Regions from separate parts of the Mus musculus genome. Here all the other regions are linked to region 1. The links are chromatin contacts, called in public Hi-C and HiChIP or PLAC-seq maps. All regions are on one chromosome and are shown on one strand. Each heading gives the region's core, a stretch centred on a gene start, on an enhancer-like site or on the middle of the called end of the contact. The rest is flanking DNA. Distances are from core to core; before and after follow the strand shown. Region 1 overlaps Lpcat3 (lysophosphatidylcholine acyltransferase 3). Region 2 holds the start of Ptms (parathymosin). Region 3 holds the start of C1rl (complement component 1, r subcomponent-like). Region 4 holds the start of C1ra (complement component 1, r subcomponent A).

What was found. A called contact is a pair of places that touch in the nucleus more often than the background predicts. HiChIP or PLAC-seq counts read pairs in DNA pulled down with a chosen protein or histone mark.
Region 2: a FOXA1 HiChIP or PLAC-seq map of pancreatic cancer cells shows a contact between it and region 1. The contact joins the promoter of Ptms here to the enhancer-like site in region 1. A contact is called at or near these places in 4 of 39 promoter capture datasets (the C10 cell line, cranial neural crest, hippocampal neurons and 1 more), 2 of 484 Hi-C or Micro-C datasets (the N1E-115 cell line and palatal mesenchyme), 2 of 115 datasets of contacts at active chromatin or transcription factors (embryonic stem cells and pancreatic cancer cells) and 3 of 9 other capture datasets (adipose tissue, liver and pancreatic islet).
Region 3: an HNF4G HiChIP or PLAC-seq map of pancreatic cancer cells shows a contact between it and region 1. The contact joins the promoter of C1rl here to the enhancer-like site in region 1. A contact is called at or near these places in 10 of 39 promoter capture datasets (the 3T3-L1 cell line, the C10 cell line, the HPC-7 cell line and 4 more), 1 of 15 datasets of contacts at CTCF or cohesin (embryonic stem cells), 12 of 484 Hi-C or Micro-C datasets (B cells, the G1E-ER4 cell line, beige adipocytes and 5 more), 7 of 115 datasets of contacts at active chromatin or transcription factors (the HPC-7 cell line, embryonic stem cells, microglia and 2 more) and 3 of 9 other capture datasets (adipose tissue, embryonic stem cells and liver).
Region 4: a contact with region 1 is called in a Hi-C map of nephron progenitors, with 1.8 times the contacts expected there. The contact joins the promoter of C1ra here to the enhancer-like site in region 1. A contact is called at or near these places in 3 of 39 promoter capture datasets (macrophages, neural stem cells and second pharyngeal arch cranial neural crest), 1 of 15 datasets of contacts at CTCF or cohesin (the NIH/3T3 cell line), 6 of 484 Hi-C or Micro-C datasets (Sertoli cells, embryonic stem cells, microglia and 2 more), 2 of 115 datasets of contacts at active chromatin or transcription factors (embryonic stem cells and microglia) and 3 of 9 other capture datasets (adipose tissue, embryonic stem cells and liver).

What each region holds. Positions count from the first base shown.
Region 1 is chr6:124,691,352-124,696,284 of GRCm38.p6, reverse strand. All of the region lies in intron 1 of Lpcat3 (lysophosphatidylcholine acyltransferase 3), which reads right to left. Among named protein-coding and RNA genes, the nearest start is that of Emg1, 18 kb to the left of the region's middle. Within about 2 kb of position 1,869, at least 141 of the 459 cell types and tissues checked have an H3K27ac peak or open chromatin away from gene starts, as enhancers often do. A contact at or near this core is called in adipose tissue, beige adipocytes, cerebral cortex and 6 more, where this site is marked.
Region 2 is chr6:124,915,643-124,920,575 of GRCm38.p6, reverse strand. It overlaps Ptms (parathymosin), which reads left to right and starts at 2,630. Exons shown (of 5, transcript NM_026988.2): 1 at 2,630-3,016. The coding sequence starts at 2,972. It overlaps A230083G16Rik (RIKEN cDNA A230083G16 gene), which reads right to left and starts at 3,713. Exons shown (of 2, transcript NR_152158.1): 1 at 3,394-3,713. It overlaps Gm38896 (a long non-coding RNA gene), which reads right to left and starts at 986. Exons shown (of 2, transcript XR_869424.3): 1 at 478-986.
Region 3 is chr6:124,490,810-124,495,742 of GRCm38.p6, reverse strand. It overlaps C1rl (complement component 1, r subcomponent-like), which reads right to left and starts at 2,630. Exons shown (of 6, transcript NM_181344.5): 1 at 2,513-2,630; 2 at 1,700-1,928. The coding sequence starts at 2,592. It overlaps Gm44096 (a long non-coding RNA gene), which reads left to right and starts at 1,341. Exons shown (of 3, transcript XR_003956364.1): 1 at 1,341-1,510; 2 at 1,608-1,952; 3 at 3,213-3,590.
Region 4 is chr6:124,510,290-124,515,222 of GRCm38.p6, reverse strand. C1ra (complement component 1, r subcomponent A) reads right to left here and starts at 2,602. Exons shown (of 11, transcript NM_023143.3): 1 at 2,423-2,602; 2 at 1,346-1,571. The coding sequence starts at 2,424. C1rl (complement component 1, r subcomponent-like) reads right to left here. Exons shown (of 6, transcript NM_181344.5): 6 at 4,580-4,933.

The DNA of each region.
Region 1 (4,933 bases), core at 620-3,119:
AAAAACTGTCAATCCATAAAACAAAATGCTCAATTATGTCGTTACTTACAGTGTAAGGGACTGAACCCGGAGCCTCATACACGCTGGAAGAGTTGTCTACCACTGTGTTATAGCTCCAGGCCTCTCTGCACAGTTCATTGTTTTGAGGTAGGGTGTTAAGAAGCTGCCCAAGCTGACCCTGAACTCTCTACAGCCTAGATAGGCCTTCTACTTGTTCGCCTTACCCCAGAGTGTCTTCGTCACCAGTTCTGTGTTACACGGAAACGCAGAGTTCCCGTTTTTGTTTATTTGTTTTGACCCGAGGTCTCTCTATGTAGCTCTGCTGTTCTGGAACTTACCATGTAGACCACACTGGCCTCAAACTCACAGAGATCCTCCTGCCTCTGCCTCCTGAGTGCTGGGATTGAAGGCATGCGCCACCATGCTTGGTTCCTTGTAATTGTTTTTATATAGCCTAGGCTGGCCTGGAACTCACTTTCTTGCTTTGATTCCCCAGGACTACATAAACCAGACGTGGTGGTCACAGACCTGAAATCCCAGCCTTGGGATGGAGAGGAGGAGGATCAGGAATTCAAGGACATTTCTGGCTTTATAGCAAGTGAGAGGCCAGTCTGCTGCATGAAAACGCACCTCAAAACCAAACAAACAAAACCTCAAACTTTTTACTCTAAAAAAATATATTATTGTATATAAGTGTGTGTGTGTGTGTGTGTGTGTGTGTGTATGCACACGTGTGTACAGCCAGTGTTTGGAATCAAATAGCAACTTTGGAGTTTGCTCTCTTCCACCATTATACAGGTCCTGGGGATTGAATTCAGGTAGGAGGCTGAGGCAGAAGATTCTAATTGTCTGGGAGAGCTCACAAATTCTGGATAGGGGCTGGTGAGATGGCTCAGTGGGTAAGAGTACAGGACTGCTCCTCCAAAGGTCCGGAGTTCAAATCCCAGCAAACACATGGTGGCTCACAACCATCTATAATGAGATCTGATGCCCTCTTCTGGTGTGTCTGAAGACAGCTACAGTATACTTACATATAATAAATAAATAAATCTTTAAAAAAAATTCTGGATAGATAGAATTAATCTTTTTGAGTACTAAAACCTTTAAGCATGTGAGATGTACCAAAAGTAAAGAACACAATGCATTTCTCTGTCCTCTTCAGTTGAAGAGAATTTAAAATTTTCTTTTTTAAGGATGGGGTCTAGTGTATGCCAGATTGCCTGAATTAGCTTTATAGCTGAGGCTGGCCTTTAATCCCTAACCCCGCTCCCACCTCCCACGCCTGGGCCACACCCAGGGTTTGTACTCTCCCAGCCCTAATTTAACATTTCTCGATAATACTGGACCTTGCTATTTCAGGAGAGCCACGCTGTCTTCCTGCCCTTTGGGGTGTGGGAAGCTGCCTCAACTCTGCAGGACCTACACTGCCCTGAATTCTGAGTTCTTGTGTTCACGGCTTACGTTTTTCCTGTCTTTTCCCTTGCTATTTTGGGGTCAAGGGTCACGTCTTGAGCTTTCAACAGGCCAGCCAAGCCTAGATCCTTCCCCGATTTCTAACTTACCAGGGAATTTAGAAAGCATAATTTTATAAGACCAAGAAAGCAGACATGGCAGGAGCCAGGGTCTCGGGCGTGCTCCTGCAGACGCTGTACAGGCCAGCTAGCTTTGGTTCTGGCTGCTGCAGGGGACCTGGCTTGGGAAGTTGGGAGGAGTGCAGGTTGCATGGTCCCACTCAGGTCAGTATAGCGCAGACTGGGGAGTATGTGAGAAGCTGAAGTACAGGCAGGAAAATCAAAAGAACAGAGAAAGCGGGGTTACCCAGAACACCGAGACCACAAGAGGTGAGGGCAAAGCTTGCTCGGAAGTTGCCAAGGGAAGGAGGGGACAAACTGTGCTGGGTGAGTTGCTGTGACAACCCCGGCCCATGGTGGGTATGTAAACACTGAACCTTGCTCTTGGCAGCTGCCCAGCTCAGCAGGCTTGGCAGCCTGGCAGCTAGGTCACCCCTTCAGGGAGAAGCTGTTTTTAGGGAGAGTGGTGCCCTACAAGCTATTTCCAAGTCTTAATTCTTTCTTTGTGGGAACTGGTGCTTGATAAGAGTGGCAACCATCACCTACGAATCGTCAAGAACACCAAGCACCGTGACACGTGCACCTGCTTGCACACCAGAGTCTAACCGGAAGGCCATGTACTTTAAAAATGAGCTGCACACAAGTCTACGAGCAGTAGGCCTCAGTACCACTAAAACCCTAACAATGGCCCTGGGAATGGAATCCTGAGCTTGACAGGCCACTGGCTTTTGTTTAATCTCACCAAACAGGTTTTAATATCGGTGGTCAGAGGATCTGAGAACCTGTGGTAGAACTCAGTCTTCCTCCTTTCTGATTGCTGAAGGAGGTTATCGCTGGTGAAGCATCGGGGCCCTAGGTCAAGGATCCTGTTAGAACAGGGCTCGTTCTAAGGAGAGCAAAGTCCAGGATGTGCTGTGTACTGACGGGCTGCAGCTAGGGGCAGGGACTCCAGGTTCAGCGGGTTAACAGCACAGTGAGACTATTCCCTGGGGTCTCTGTGCTTCTCACTGAGTTGTGTTTGGGACCGGGGACGTCACACTGCCTGTGTTAGTGTTAGCTCCTTATTTCCTGTACACTTGTACAATTACTCATTAATCTTGAAGTTGAGGGGCGTGCTGCTTCACTTGAAGAAAACAGAAGTGAACTGTTTTCATTAAAATATGATACATCCCCTTAGCCTTTCATCCCGTTAGCCATTTACGAACTCTGCAGGAATACGATATGGCCCCACTTGGTCAGGCAGCAGACCGAAGGACCTGGGTCAGAGAGTAAGCTATGCTTGTCCAATGTGAGGAAGAAGGAGGAATTCCAAGTGCTATGTGCTGAACCAGCTGTTGATATCAATTCTACAGCACACCCTACCTCCCGCCCACCCATGTCGGGGACTGAACTAGGGCCTCACATGCTAGGCAAGTGCTGAACTTCCCCACACTCCCACTGAAGACTCTTTTTCTGGCTCCTAAAAGTTTCAAGCTTGTTTCTCTAATTTTGCTGTATTGCCTCTGTGAAAACTCCGTGATGCTCACACAACTTAATATGATCTTTATGCCAAACTACGCCAGCACTAACTTTCCCTAGGTTAGTCCTGTGTCCCCTGGGTCCTCCCTGGATATTTTTAGTATGACATTTTGTACTCTCTCAAATGCTGTATAACTAAAGCTGATTTTCTACCTAAATCAGCCTTCTCTTGCCTTCTTTGTTAATTACAATTATGATAATTATGCTTTTTAAAGATGATTTATCTTATACAGTGTTTTGTCCACATGTATGAATGTGCACATGTATGTGCTTCATACTCATGGAGGCCGGAAGAGGAATGTCCCATCCCTGATACTGGAGTTACAGACAGTTATAAAGCTGCCATGTGGTGCTGGGAATCAAATTCTGTCCTCTGAAAGAGCAACAAATGCTCTTAACTGCTGAGTCATATCTCCAGGCCATTCCTCCCCCCCTTCCTTCCTTCCTTCCTCCCCCTTCCTTCCTTCCTTCCTTCCTTCCTTCCTTCCTTCCTTCCTTCCTTCCTTCCTTCCTTCCTTTCGCTGTGTGTGTGTGTGTGTGGGAGGGCATACGTGCTATAATTTTCAGTTACGTCCCTATATCTCACCCATAAGTGGTGGCAATGGCCTCCTACTGGTAACTGCTTGCAGCCACATACCTCAGCGACACTACATCACAAAAACCCTGCTTCAAAACCTCTGAGACAGCTGAGCGTGGTGGCCCACATCCTTAATCCCAGCACTTGAGAGGCAGAAGCAGGTAAATTGCTGTGAGTACTTGTAGCCAGGCCAGCAAGAGCTACACAGAGAGATCCTGTCTCCAAAAACAGCAGCAGCGACAGAACAAAAGCTCCCCAAACCATGCAGATCTCAGGGATACTGATGGCTTCTAGCCATCACCCTAATTCCTTACTTCAGCACTGTTTATTTGTAGAATGTGGGGTTGGACTTAGGGCTTCTTCCTGCCTGCTAGGTGTAGGGATAATCTTGTGTGCACTGTGTAAAAGCATCACCTGTCAGTAAAAAAACTGATGGCCAATAAGCTGAGCCGGGATTAGAAGGTGGGACATGGGGGGGGGGGCAGGTGCGCACTCTGGGAAGCAGTCAGGTGCAGGAGAATTCGCCATCCTGACTTGGAGGAAGCTGGAAGTATGAAACTGAGGAAAGTTAACTAGCCATGTGGCTATCATATAAACAGGTTAACTGAATTATGAGCTAGTTGGGGAGCAAGCCTAGCTTAAGGCCTAGGCATTCATTCATAAATAATGAAGCCTCAGGCTGGAGAGATGGCTCAGCGGTTAAGAGCACTGACTGCTCTTCCGAAGGTCCTGAGTTCAAATCCCAGCAACCACATGGTGGCTCACAGCCATCTGTAGTGAGATATGACGCCCTCTTCTGGTGTGTCTGAAGACAGCTACAGTGTACTTAGATATAATAATAAATAAATCTTTAGGCCTGAGCGAGCAGAGATCCTGCATTCAAATTCCCACCAACCATATGATGGCTCACAACCATCAGTTCAGCTACAGCGTACTCACATACATAAAATAAATAAATAAAAATTTAAAAATAAATTACAAAGTCTCTGGGTAATTATTTAGGAATTGGGATGGACATAGAAAGGCTCCACGGTTACACTGGGCCCATGCTCTAGCACTGAACTATATCTCCAGCCTGTTCTTTTACTTTAAAAAAAAAAAAGAGTCTATTATACCCAGGCATAGTCCTAGCACTTAGGAGGCAGAGGCAGATCTCATGAGTTCAAGGCCAGTCTGGTCTACAGAGTGAGTTCCAGGATAGCCAGGGCTACACAGTGAGATCCTGTCTTGAAAAAAACAAAACCAACCAAACAAAAAAGTTTATCAT
Region 2 (4,933 bases), core at 1,381-3,880, 220 kb before region 1:
GGTACAAAGACAGACCTTAAAGGGCCACTCTGGTGGGTTCTCTGCTCAACATCCCATTTCCTTCAAATTCACCTCAAGTCTCCCAGCTGCTTCCTGAAAAAGCAGAACTTTAGGAGACTCTGGTCTGTGCTCTAACCAGATAGAAAGGATAATGGGTGGTTCCTCCGTTATTCATAGGAAGGGATTTAGAATCGGCCTTCCAGGCCTGTAGAATGACCCCCAGCAGTCCCTGAAGACCCTAATGTCCAAGTTCTTAGATTTCTATGCACTCCCTTGGGCCTTGGGGCAGGATTCCCATTCTCTGCCTCGCCATCTCCCTGGAATTTTCCACTGCAGCTGCCTCCGCTCCCAGACACCCCTCCCTGGGCAAAATTCCCGGCTCCCTCCGCCTCCCCTTCCCTAATCACACCTCATTCCCACCCCCAGCCTTGAGGCCCAGCCCACAGTCCAACCCACTCCCCAAGGTCCGTCCCACACCTCACTGCAACCCTGGTGGTCCCATCTAAAGAAATGGGAAGATAGGCCCTTTATGAGAGGGTAAGCCCCCTTTATGAGAGGGTCTCAATCTCCTTCCTAGGCCAGAGTGAAAAGACAGTGGTGGGGCTCGTCCCCTGTGGGGCGGGAGTGGGGGGAGTGGCCCTCTTCACATCCCCTTATAAGGCAGGGCAAACAGTTAGAATCTTGGATTGGCTGATTCAAATGAGCATTCCACCTGGCAACAGGGTTTCTATTGGCTCTCGGGAAAAACAGGAGGAAGGTGGATGGAGGTTGTTGGTGGCGGTGATTGGAGGGGGGAGGGGAGTGGAGGTGACCGGAGTTGAGGGCGGTTACCAGGGCAACAGGGTAAGAGCCCAGCAGGGTGTCCGAGACAGCAGGCGGGGCTGGGAGGTGGAGTAGAGAAGGCAGAGAAAAAAGAAGGCGGGAGGGAGAGGAAAGAGACCAACCCAAAGGGAGCGAGGCTTGGGGGGGGGGGGGCGTTATGGGGTGAGGGAGGGGAGATAAATGAAGCAAGAAAGGGTACAGAGATGGAATATGGTGAGAGATTGCTATAGACATCAGTCACTGAAGTCTGAGAAGCGCATTGAAAAGGGGAAATGGAGAGATCTCAGAGAAAAGGTGGACCGAACCCTGCCAGGAAAAACCAGGGTGGGGCGCAAAGATTTATGAGACGAAGAAACTGAATTAAGAGTCAGAGAAACCAGGAGATGTGTATGAGAGATCAAACGATGGTGTGTTGACACGCTCACATGCTAAATGATGATGGAAGACCAACAATGGCTTCCCTTTTTTTCTAATTGGGGGGGGGGGTCGGGAAGGGGCAAGATGTATTGCTCAGGATGCCCTCAAACTAATGGCAATCCTCCTGCCTCAGCTTCCCAAGTGCTGAATAGGTCATCTGGCTAAAGGTGATGTTTTTTATTAAGGAAATAAAAATGATTAGGAAAAGGTGAGGGGTAATAATGACAGATCACACACACACACACACACACACACACACACACACACACACACACACCCCAAAGACAATCTTTTCCCAAAGCCCAGCCTTCTTCTTCATCCACCGTTCGGGCCTCAGACTGACAGGCCAGCCCGTCTCTTTCTGAATCTTAGGGTTCTCAAAAAATTATCTAAAGATTCTGAACCTAGGGGTGAGGCGCTGAGGACAAGGAACCCCGTATCTGGGCCCGTGTGTGCAAAGGACAATTGAATTCAGAAAGACTGGGGGGAAGACAGAGAAGAGCTACGAGAGGGAAAATGTACAAGGACAATCGGAAAGAGTTGAAAATTAGCTAAGTTTATAGGGCCAGGTGATAATCAGGTAAGAAAACAGTGTTATCTGGAGCAAAGTAAATTGAGACATAAGAGATGTAGATGGTTGTAAGGGAGGGGTCTCGGTCTATATGAATGAAGAGGTGAAGAGAAACACAAGAACCAGGCAATTAAGTGAGGTGAGACAGGTAAGAGGAGAGAAGAATAAAGAGGCAGACGAGAACATCAGAGGGCCCCTCACATCCCCCGAAACAGACTGGAAGGAACCCGACAAGGACCACAAATGTCAAGTCCAGCCGAGAGGCCCAGGCTGTCCTTTGTACTCTCACTTTCCTCCTCAAGGCCACCTAGAGAAGGCGGACAGGAGCGAGAAATGGAAGTGGCTCTGCAGCCTTCTTCCTCTCCTTTCAGCTTTTGGTTTCTCAAATACCTGCCCAGCCTCTACATCTACAGCCCCACTCCCTGCACCCCCACTTTAGCAAAATCCCAGGGCTAAAAGGAGGAGGTCAGCAGGAGTCTGGCCAGTCCGCCCCCAGGAGCCAGACTCCAGCTTGCAGGCAGTAGGCTGGCATTTGGAGCGGTGTCTCCCCGCAGGAACCCCACCCCTTCCCACCTCCTCGCCCCACTCCGCTCGCTCCCGAACCGTCAGTCTCTCCATTCCCCCGCCCGGTCTCGTCCTTCCTCCTGTCCCGCTCGCTCTCCCGCCCTTCGCTTTCATCCTCCTATCCCCACCTCTCCAACCTCCTCTTTCATCCCCCTCCCCTCTCCTCTCCTCCCCGCTCTCGCCTGCCCCACCCCTGGGAAGCCCCTCCCGTCGGGCAGCGCCGCCTTAAAAGCGGGTTCCCTTCCCGGGGGCGGCAGCGGCTGGTCGGCGGCAGCTCTGCTGGTGCGGGGGCGGCGAGCAAGACCGAGCGACCGCGACCGGAGCGCGCCGGCCACCGCCCGCATCGTCCTCCCGCCTGCCCGCCCGCCCGCCCTCCGGACGGCCGCAGCCCTGCGGGTCTCTGCTCGGGACCCACCCCCGCCCCACCCCGCGCGCCTCTGCCGCCTCTTGCAGCGAGCCAGCTTGCCGAGCGGCCGTCGCTGCCGCTGCCGCCGCCGCCACCGCGCCAAGTTCCGGCCGCGGCCACCCTCCGCCGTCCAGGGCTCCTCCGCCTCGGCCCCGGGACCCCGGCTCCCTGCCAGCCCCGGCCCCGGCACCATGTCGGAGAAGAGCGTGGAGGCAGCGGCCGAGCTGAGTGCCAAGGTACGGGCAGGGGCGGCGGCGGCGCGGCACCCGGGCGGCCCCGGGATCGGCGCGGTCCTTCGCGCCCGGTCGCCCCCGACGGCCCCGAGCGGCCCTGGCGCCCGGTCCCCGCGGACCCCGCTGCGCCCTCCCCCCGCTCGGAGCCCGGCGCTGCCTATCCCGCTCGGCACCACCGGCGCCCTCTAGCGGCCCAGCGCGCCGTGGCTCGGGCCTCACCGCCCGGCCTGCGCCCGGCCCCGCCATCCCCACCCCTCTCGTGCCCTGCCTGCCGCGCCCGCCTCTGCCCGGTCCGCCTTCTCGTCGGAGAGCGGCGCCTCTAGCTTCCCGGGCCCCATGTCCGAGCCGAGCCCCCAGGTCTCTTGCCACTATGACCTCACCTTTCCTCTGCTAAGCGGTTTGGGATCCTCAAGTGTAAACAGGACTCTCCCGGGAGGCTACTCCTCGGCTCCTCCCCTTGCCGCCCGACCGTCTGTCCTCGTCCCTGAAGGGCTGCTCCTCTCCACCCCCCCTTTTTAATTTTTAAAAAAATTTTTTGCCCATCTTCATTTGTTCTTCCTCTACTACCGATTTCCATTTTTTTTCCATTATCGCCTCCCCTCATGTTGAATTTCTAAAAATCAGAAAGACGGAGAAACGAGCCTTCGAAAAAGCTGGAGCTCAGCATCGCCTGACCATACGTCAAGCTATCTTTGCTCTCAGCAGCTGCCTTTCCCGGCCTCATCCCTTTGCCCTTGTCTCTCTTTCAGCCTTCCTCTAATTTCCCCAGGGAAACTGCGGAGTGCCGCTTAGGGAAATTAATGCGGCCAGGCTTGGGGGCTGGGAGCCCAGTCTTTTTTTTTTGGGGGGGGGGGCGCAGTATAGTTCTCGAGGTCCAAGTGGAAGGAGGGAGCTGATAGGATGAAAGGCAGTGGGAAGAGGGGACATGTGAGATCTGATAAGGTGTGCCTGTGTGGCCCTCCGGTGGGTTGTGCGGTGGCATGTGACTTCACCGAGTAGGCGTCTTTGTATGTCTGAGATCCAGCGAGTGTGTGGGACCGCCCGTGTCAGTTACATGTGTGCATGCGGAGACTGACTGAGATGTCCTGGAGGCATGTTGTTGCTTTGTGAGTGGCTACAGTGTGCTCCTGTGAGACTGTGCCAGAATGCCCAAACATTGGGCCATGTGTCTACAGAGTGAGTGGGTGCTCCCCTGCAGATGTGTGAGTTGGTGTTAGCCTGGGTGAGCTTCTGTGCCCCTGGAGAGGCCAGAGAGCTGCTTAGCAGCTGGGGGCAGGTCACATACCCTCCTGGACAAGAGATCATGGAAGGACAGTGACCAGGACAGGACCCAGGAGGAGAGGGGCCAACCCTGTGGACTTTGGTCTCTGGTATTCTCTCTCCCTTCCCCTCACCCCTCCATCAACCGCAGTAGAAAACTCAGGCCAGGGCCTGGCTCATGCTAAGCTGACTTAGTTCCTGCCTGGCCCGGGAGTGTATGAGAAAGCCCACCTGGTAATACAAGTGCCCAAACCCACCATGTGACAGAGAAGGAACGACAAATCAGAATGAGGAACCATGTCTGGTGTGAGAGGGTCCAAGTGTTTTGTGCTCTTCCTGAAGGGAGAAGGGAGTGGAGTGTCCTCAGGCCAGTCATTTTGGCACCTCTTCTACCTCAGTCTTGTTCTAGAAAGGACACGTACCTCTGGGGTGATCTACTTAGGAGAACTCCGGCCCACTTGGGATCGTGTACACAGAGTTGCATACTAACGTTAGATAAGAGCGGAGGAGAAGGTGGCCCCTGCCAAGGAGACATGGGATCTGTATGGGGTTGGAAGGCTGGTGTGTCCAGAGGGGCTTACCCACTGTCAGAATAGAATAGGACCTGCTGGGCTTTTGGAGTGAAGGCAGACAGCCTGGTGGGAGGGACTCTGGGCAGGT
Region 3 (4,933 bases), core at 1,381-3,880, 200 kb after region 1:
AGAACACTGGAATAAGGAAAATATTTACAAAGCCCTAGGTAGGAAAACAGAAGAATGAAAATGCTAGTAGCATCAGACTTTTAAACAACACTAGAGATAGAAGACAATGTCATCAACATTCTGGAAGCAAATGATTTCAAAACTGGATTATTATACCCAGATAAACTGTCCACTGGCAATGAGTGACCAACTAATCCACCTAGGCTGCCTAGAATTTAACATATCCTTTCTAAGGAGTCATTACTGGAGAATGACTGGCAAGCCAACAAGCTAAAGAAAGTAAATGTAATTAACCTATATCATGTGCTCAGACATGAATGCTTCCAAGTCCTAACTGTCAATAATAAATATTGGTTTGTAAAAGAATTGCTAATGGGAGAATGAGTGAGGGGAACTGTGGGTTGTGAAGGTCTCACAGCTGGAGCCAGCACCAACCCTCTATGCTGGAAGTTTAAAGGAAAATTAGACAAATATTAAAAACTGCATAGTAGAATAAGCATATCATTTGTACATATGGAGGTAAATACCATTGCAGATAGCTACTCTGTAAATGATTGCCCTTGGGGTAGGTTGAGCTATTGTTTTTCATTACAATCTCTGGAGGACTCTTTGTTGATGTTGTTTGTTTGTTTTTTGCTTTGTTTTGTTTTGGTTTGGTTTTTTGGTTTTGCCCTGGCTGTCCTGGAACTCACTCTGTAGTTTCTGCCTTGAACTCAGAAATCTGCCTGCCTCTGCCTCCCAAGTGCTGGAATTAAAGGTGTGTGCCACCACTGCCTGGCTGGGGTTTTTTTTTTTTTTTTTAATTCCTCTTCCTTCCCCACCTTCCTCCATAAAAGGAATTGGATCTAGGGTCTTGGCACATATTTTACTAATGAGCTGTATTCCTAGCCCTTTAGAATTTTTTAAAAAAGTCTTTAAATAAGATTTATAACCTAAGCACTCAGAAGGTTGAGGCAGGAGAACTGTGAGTTCAAAGGTAGCCTGGGTAACTTACTTTTTGTTGAGACAATGTAGCTCAAGCTGGCTGTGAACTTGTTTTGTATAGTTCAGGCTGGCTCTTCCTGACTTAACCTTTTAAGTTTTGGGATAACATGTCTCACTGACCACATCTGGCTAAGATTCTGATTTTTAAAAATTATATGCATATCTTACTTTGATATAAATAAAATTTAACTCAAAAGATAACATACTATGATTTAAAAGAACTCTTATTTTGAATAATGCCCTTGCTGTGATTTTGTGGCCTCTCATCCCAGGTGAACTTGATCGGTCTTCACTTGTTCTTCTGAGGGTGAACATTTGTCATTAATTACATCCAGTTTCCTAACTCAGTAGAGAAAGCACTCAACAAGGTCTAGCTAGGGAGGGTGAGATCCCGGGCCTTTGACAAGATTGTAGAGCAACAATATTTATGTGTCTCTTTGTAAGCTCTCAAAACTCAGGCTCTGCCCCGCAGCCGCCTTCTCTCAGAGCTTGGTGGGTCCCTGCGGATGCCTTGGTGGAACCCTTGGTGAGTTGCCAGGGACGGGTGGGAGGCTGTATACTGAGTGATCAGGCTGTAGCTAGGCCCTAGATCCTCTGACTTGGACACCTTATCTCTTCTCTAGATGGGTGGTTCAGAGCAGAGCTATCACCCACTGCCCATGGGAGGCTCCCTCCCCAGAGCCCCTGCAGCTCTCCACCCCCTTGTCCAGCTCACTGTGACAGAGTCGCCTTCACAGTCTGGGGATGGCTCCAGATCAAAGTCCTGGAAGGTCAGCCTCACAGCAAACCCCTCTGGAGCCTCGATGTCAGTGTGGCTCTCCTGGCCTTTGAGATATGGCTCTGGGTATCCAGGGGATGTCAGTTGCTGTGGTGACTGCTGGGCCAAAAGCACAGAGGCCTGTGTGGGGCAAGTATGGAGGATTCCCCAAAGGAGCCACCAGCACCTGTGAGTGAGCAGGGAAGACAAGGTGAGGTTATACAGCTCTACCAGAGGCTGTGTGTGTATGTTCTGTTGTGGCCAGAGATGATAAAGGCTCCGGAGGCTTAGGGACTAGCAGTTGTGTCCGTGGCCCCAGAGTGTTGGGCACTTCTGGATACCACTTTCCTGAACCGAGTCTGTGTAGGTTCCTATCTGGATTCCTCTGTAGCCCGATCTCCAAGACTGCGGGGTTTCTATCCTATGAAGACATTATTATGGCTCCTTTTCCTTTGTGAGTCTAACCCAGATGGCTTCCTGCCTCAGCCTTTCCTAACCCCCTCCTGGAGTACAAGTTAGGGTCATTTAAATAATTCCTGGCTCAGAGCACTGAACAGGCAAATTCAGTTAGTTCCCTCTGGGTCATCTGTCTACCCTCCGCCCCTCCCTGCCCCCCCACCCGGCCGTGTGTGTGTGTGTGTGTGTGTGTGTGTGTGTGTGTGTGTGTGTGTGTGTGTGTGTGTATACTTATGTAACCCCATGTCCTGCCTTCCTCCCTTCCTTTCTCCCAGCCCCTTTCTTTCTCCAGGGCCCTCTATGGTGCAAACTCACATCTTGCTCATGCAGCTTGTGGTGGGAGAACTCCATAGGCTGTTCTCCAGCTCTGGGACCAGGCCTCTGAACCCTGACATCTGGAACTGGCTAGAGTGCTTGGCTCAGGCCAGGGAGTAGGAGGTGGGGCTAGAGGAGGCCCTTTAGGGAGAAGGCAGAAGTTACTGGAAATGAGTTGAGACTCTGGGTGCAGGTCTGCCACCTGCTGACAGACTCAGGAATAGCTCTCACCATAATTGAAAGGAAAGACCTTTAAAACACGTGAGAGAGCAGAGTATGTGCACATGTACACATATGTACACATGACCTTTGGCTCTTTGCTTTTTTTTAGGGGGATGGGAGCTGAGATAGTCTTGCAAAACCTGGACTGGGCCTCCAGCTTGCTATTAGTGGAGGCTCTGCCTCCTCTCTAGCATTAGAATTACACCACACCTAGATCTTGGTTGTATTTTTGAAACAGGGTCTCACTTTGTAGCCCAGGCTGTCCTAGAACTCACTCTGCAGACTAGACTGGGCTCCAAATCATGCCAATCCTGCCGCCTTAGCCTCCAGAGGGCTGGGATCACAAGGACTTGCATACCCAGTTCTTCTGGAATATTATTAACTATATGTTTGTATCGTGGCTTGTGTGACACTTCTTATGACTCTACTGCTGCCTTTAATGAACTAATCTCTCCTCCCCCCTCATTTACCCCAGCAGTCTGCCTCTTGGAGAACTTGAAGTGTGTGACTCAAGAACCCCCGAGTCTTTCTTTCCTCTCCTTCTTGGTCAAGAACCAGTGAGTTCGGGCTGGAGAGATGGCTCAGCGGTTAAGAGCACTGACTGCTCTTCCGGAGGTCCTGAGTTCAAATCCCAGCAACCAGATGGTGGCTCACAACCATCCTTAATGAAATCTGACGCCCTCTTCTGGTGTGTCTAAAGACAGCTACAGTGTACTTACATATAATAGTAAATACATTTTTGGGCCGGAGCGAGCAGAGGTCTTGAGTTCAATTCCCATCGACCTCATGATGGCTCACAACCATCTGTGCACTCATATACATAAAATAAATAATAAATCTTTTTTTAAAAAAAGAAGGGGTGAGTTCATGCATTTTGTCATTTTGAGTCCCTACCACAACATCTGGAGGCTCCTCATATAGCAGGCTGTGGTCCATCCCCAGGAATCTCTGAATCCCTCGGGACTCACCTCAGCTGTCAACCCAAGCTGTAAGGTTAATCATATCAGGAGTCACAGCGTGAGTGAGAGGATTTTTCCCTGCACCCCCTGCCAAGGGAAGACACACACCCGTGGCTTGGTGAGCGTGGGAGGGTTAAGGATGCAGAGGTGAGCATGGGGGTGGTTAGGGAGCACAGGCAGAGGTGAGTGTGGGAGGGTTAGGGAGCACTGCAGAGGTGAGCATGGGGAGGTTAAGGATGCAGAGGTGAGCATGGGGGTGGTTAGGGAGCACTGCAGAGGTGAGTGTGAGAGGGTTAGGGAGCACTGCAGAGGTGAGCATGGGGAGGTTAGGGAGCATAGGCAGAGGTGAGTGTGGGAGGGTTAGGGAACACATGACGAGGTGAGTGTGTTAGGGAACACGTGCAGACATGGCTTGTCTAGTTCTTAGGAGGCAGGTGTGCAGAAGGATTTGCATTCTAGACTCACACACCAATCTGAGAAGAGCGAGTTGCTTCTTCCGTCTTGCATGTGGTCGTGTGGTTTCATTACACACAAAGTATGGTTTGAATGAGGATGGTTCCCGATAGTGGAAGAGACTGTGGCCTTGTTGGAGGAGGTGTGTCACTGGGAGTGTGCTGTGGGGTTTCAAAAGCCCACATCAGGCCCAGTCAGGATTTCTCTCTGCCTGGCACTTGTGGTGCACTTGAGAGCTCAGGTACTTCTCCAGCCCCATGTCTGCATGCCAGCATGCTCCCCTCCGTGATGATAACGGACTAACCCTCTGAAACTGTAAGCCAGCCCCCAACTCAACACTCTCTTCTATCAGTTTCTTCGGCCATGGTGTCTCCTCACAGCAATGGAACAGCAACTAAGACAAATGCATTCAGTGTCTTTGGTTTCTGCAGACTTAAAAAGATTAGGAGAGCCAGGCAGTGGTGTGCACACCTTTAATTTCAGCAGGTGAATCTCTTTGAGTCCGAGGCCAGCCTGGTCTACAGAGTGAGTCTCAAAAAAAAAATCAAACCAAACCAAAACACAACACAACAAAACTTAACAAAACAACAAAATGAGAGCAGCCCTGGTCCACACCTTTGAGGGAAAAGTGGAGACTGAGGAGCATACACAGTTTCCCAATCACAATTTTGAGACACAATCTACCGCTGTGGCATGTTCTGACCCTACACACCCTGGGGAGGAGTGGGAGGAGTGGGAGGAGTGGGAGGAGTGGGAGGAGTGGGAGGAGTGGGAGGAGTGGGAGGAG
Region 4 (4,933 bases), core at 1,353-3,852, 180 kb after region 1:
CCCAATTCTTGTTTTTTTTTTTTTTCCATTTTTTATTAGGTATTTAGCTCATTTACATTTCCAATGCTATACAAAAAGTCCCCCATACCCACCCACCCCCACTCCCCTACCCACCCACTCCCCCTTTTTGGCCCTGGCGTTCCCCTGTACTGGGGCATATAAAGTTTTCGTGTCCAATGGGCCTCTCTTACCAGTGATGGCCGACTAGGCCATCTTTTGATACATATGCAGCTAGAGTCAAGAGCTCCGGGGTACTGGTTAGTTCATAATGTTGTTCCACCTATAGGGTTGCAGACACCTTTAGCTCCTTGGGTGCTTTCTCTAGCTCCTCCATTGGGATCCCTGTGATCCATCCATTAGCTGACTGTGAGCATCCACTTCTGTGTTTGCTAGGCCCCGGCATAGTCTCACAAGAGACAGCTACATCTTGGTCCTTTCGATAAAATCTTGCTAGTGTATGCAATGGTGTCAGCGTTTGGAAGCTGATTATGGGGTGGATCCCTGGATATGGCAGTCTCTACATGGTCCATCCTTTCGTCTCAGCTCCAAACTTTGTCTCTGTAACTCCTTCCACCAATTCTTGTTTTAAAAGCCGCACTCAACTCAGCCTCCTGATAGACCCAGCTGAACATGATAGTACAAATGGTACCCAGAGGTCTCCTCACTGGCCAGCATCACCTAGTGTCTTCCCTGCTTTGTCTCACAGATTCCTTACTTTGTCCAAAGCAGACGACGTTCTCCTTGCTAGCTTTGCCGTGGGATGCACCCCTCCCTCAACGCTGCAGACTTGTTGAGTCCCCTTTGTTGGGGAAGTGTGGAGTTTTCTCGTTATTTTCTTAGTCTCCTGGCTGTTGCCTGAGCCTCATAGTGCGAGGAAGAGCATAGGCTCTGCTTGAATCCTGCCTTTTATTTTTACTGGATGTAGAAAGATGAGGCTAAGAAAGAAACCCTTTGAAGGGTACATACAGGGGTGACCAAGGTCCTTGTCTTCCCTGAAGGACATGTGACACCTTTCATATGTTTCTTTTCTTCTTGTTTTGGATGCAGTAGGTTACCATTCAGGGAAACTGAGGCATGGCTGTTTCTCAAGGCCTTATGGTTAGCTGTGTCCTAACTCCAATACATAGTGAAATCTACTGGAACAAACACCCCCATGCCTGCCCCTTTTCCTCATGAATCTCACTGAAGGCCTCAAAAGTCCATGGATACCCCCTCTATGGCACCAGCGACCCAAGGCCAACATTTCTACAGAGCTGTACAGTGATGGGGTGCAGGCATATTGTCCAGAGTATTCAGAGCACAAACTTCCAGTTTTGTTTCCCCTCCCTCCCACTCTGACGCCTACCTTAACATAGTCATAGAAGCAGCCTTCAGAAGGCTCCACGTCAAACTGCCAGAAGACCAGCTTCACCCTGTACCCCATGGGGACAGTGATCACAGTGGTTGTCTCCAAGTCACTGGGGTAAGGCTTGGGATACAGAGGGGAGGTCACCTCTCCATAGAGCTTCTGAGGGAGGTAAATGGAGCCTTCCACCCCATAGAACAGGGTCACCAGGAGGGCAAAGAGCCACCTGTCAAAGAGAGAGGCGAGTGTTTGTGGGGCTGGAGGATCAAGGGTGTTGTGTAGCACCCTTGCTATTTGAACTGCCTTAGGCAGGAATAGGATGACTAAACTGCCTGGTTCTTCCCCCATGCCCATTGTAGACTTCATAGTGGTTCTGTGATTGGGGGCATCAGCAGCCTCTGCATCTGCTGCAGCTGAGTTTCTCGTAGGTCAGTGCCCAGTCCAGGGGTCACTGGACTCTATCACACTCCCCACCCCCAGCCTCTGAACTGCCTTCTCTGCCCTTCTCTTTTGCCTCCTTTTCTTCCTGGAGTAGAAGCTATCTGAGGGTGAAGTTTTCCAGTGATGGCTCTGCAAAGTTTCCCAAGGCTTCAGCAAAGACCCCTGGGAGAAACCCTTCATCATGTCTGAGAAACACAGGTGGGGTCTGAGAAACACACGTGTGTGTGTGGGGGGGGGAGAGAAACACACGTGGGGTCTGAGAAACACACGTGTGTGGGGGGGGAGAGAGAAACACATGTGGGGTCTGAGAAATACACGTGGGGGGGTTCTCTCCTCTCTCAGAGAGTTCCCTCCCCTCACTGTTACCCTGCTATGAACCCAGAGTCAAGAAAGGAGAGGCTAGCTCAGCTCATGTCTAAGGGTCTGGACCCTGGGAGGAGGGCTGAGGAGTGACCCTGAGAAGTATGTGCTCTGGAGCTGGCAGTATGGGAAGAAGGATATTGTATTCCTCTTCTTATTCCCCTTCCATTTTCTTTCCGTATTCTTTTTTTTTTTTCTTTAAAGTAATATGGGCGCATGTTTGCTTCCTATGCCCAACTCCTCTTTCCTCCCTTGATACCCATCAGTCTTACTCACATGTCTCAAGGCCAGTTTGTTTTGGGTCCTCAGCTCTCCTGACAGAGTCTTCAGGCACTGTAAGTTGAAGGAGGGAGTAGGCATACAGGGGAGGGAAGGATTGTGGCAGTGGAGGGGGTGACCATTCCCGGAGGAATGTTTCAGGGAATGAAGCATTTGCATAAACAGCAAAAAAAATCTGAGTTCCCAGTTTAGTTTTGGTTTTGAAATCCTCGTTGCTTGCTGGTGCCATCTGGTGGTCCATTTGGGGAATGGCTGAGGCGATGGGATCTGAAGTTTTAGGGACCTGGAAACATTTGGTTTGGAGGGCCAGACTCTGGGGTCTCTAAATCGGATTAACATTTTCTGGGAGACTTTCCTGGGGCTGCTAGTTGCCCTTTATTCCAGGATCCTCGCCACAGGCATCGTAGATTGTGGAGGCACTTAAAGGCTCTGCTTTCCTATTGGCCCCTTTTTTGCAATTCTTATTCACCTGGAAGCCAAGGAGCTGGGGTTTCAATGCACAGGGTGAGGTGAAGAAGAACTGGGTTGAGGAGGGCACCGAGGTGTACAGGTGTGGATATGAGTGTGATGGAGTTGCAAGATCACAGGACACTAAAGCAAGGCTATGCTTTGAGCTCCCGCCTCCATCCTTGAACTCTGGCTTCCCAGTGAACTTAGATCTTGTTGAAGATAGGGCAGCTGCAGAGTGGAAGAAACATCTTTTCCTGGACATATGGTCAGCTCGAGTCTTCAGGGATACAACTACTTAGCGCTTCAAGCAAAGGGTGTGGCCGCAGAGGGAGAGTGACTCTTTCTTCTTAGAAGGGAAACCAGGTACCCGGGACAGCTGTGCTGTCCACAAGGACATGGTGTCCTGTTTAAAAAATTTGTTCCTGTCTCCACCAAAAAATTTATGGCACTTTGTTTTGTGGAGGCTTGGACTACAGAGCAGGCATGCCAGTTCCTGTAAGGTGTTCCTGATTAGAGAAAATGTTCCTCCCCTACTCGCTCTTCTCTCCCGACTTGTCCACGTATGGGATAATTCGTATTAGGGGTCAGCCTGTGAACTTAAAGGATCCACAACGATGGAGGCAGTCTCCCCTTGACAGTGACCTTGGCATGAGGCCGGAGAGCAGGCACACACAAGATGTGAAACGCACGGAGGTTTGGAAGATTTTCCCAGCACTGGGGCAGAAGCCTGAATGAAGGTAGTGGCTAGGAGAGAGGGAGGGGTGGGGAGGGCTTCCAAGATTTTATCAGGGTAAGATAAGGTCGGGAAAGACCAATGATGAGGGATAGGAAATGGACTAGATCAGAAGACAGAAGGAAGAGGAAATCTTGCCTAGTGAATTGCATGTTGGTATCCTAAGAAGTAGGTGTGTGTGTGTGTGTGTGTGTGTGTGTGTGTGTGTGTGTGTATGTGCATGGCTTGTTCATAACTGTGGCAGAAGGATCAGATGGAAGGGTGTGGTCCAAGAAAGCAAGTCAATTGAAAAATCTCATCTACATTGCTTCTAGGGATTCTGAGTTCTGTTCTGATGTCATGTGACTTGACCAAAAAAATATGCCAAACCTGGACCTTACCACCTCAGGTCCTGCCCCATTTCCATTTTGTTTAAACATACAAATAAAGTTTAGATCTGCATCTAGAGATAAAAATATTACATAGATATAGACAAATATATGTCTTTTGCTTTGTCTGTAAGAAAATATATAATTTTTATCAAAATAAAAAGTTCAATAAGAATGACATATGCTTACTACTTAAAATTTAGTCAGTAGAAAATAAGAGAAAATAATCAGTCAAAATCGCTCCACCCAAAATAACTTCTGCTTAGTATTCTTGGAATACTGTTACTTTTAACCTATTTTTAAAAATAATTTACTTATTTGTACTTTATGTTCATAAGTGTTTTGCCTGGGTGGATGCATGTGCACCTGTGCACGCAGTGTCTGTGGAGGCCAGAGAGGTTGTTGGAAACTCCAGACCTGGAGTTATAGACACATGTGAGCTATTTGTGTGTGTGTGTGTGTGTGTGTGTGTGTGTGTGTGTGTGTGTGTGTGTGTTTCCATTCCAGGGACCTCTGAGTCATCTCTCCAAACCCCTAGACTACTTTTAATAGTCTTTTGAATTGTGCATAGGGTTTAAAAAGTAGAATCAACCATATTTATATCCTGCCAACTATTTATTAATTTATTTGTTTATTTATTGGTTTTTAAGACAGGGTTTCCCTGTGTAGCCCTGGCTATCCTGGAACTGACTTTGTAGACCAGGCTGGCCTTGAACTTCCCGCAGTGCTAGGACTAAAGGCATAAGGCACCACTACTATGTTTTAATTTTTTGTTAACTTTGAAATGAGATCAAAGCTGGCCTTGAACTTATGATCCTTCTGCCTCAGCCTCCCGCGTGGCTGGGATTTTAGTGTGTATTATGGCTTAGCTTGGATGCTGCTGTTATTTCAAAGATAAATTTAACCTTTGACTTTAGAGCACGTTCATCTCAACACTAACCCCCTTCCTTTTCTCCC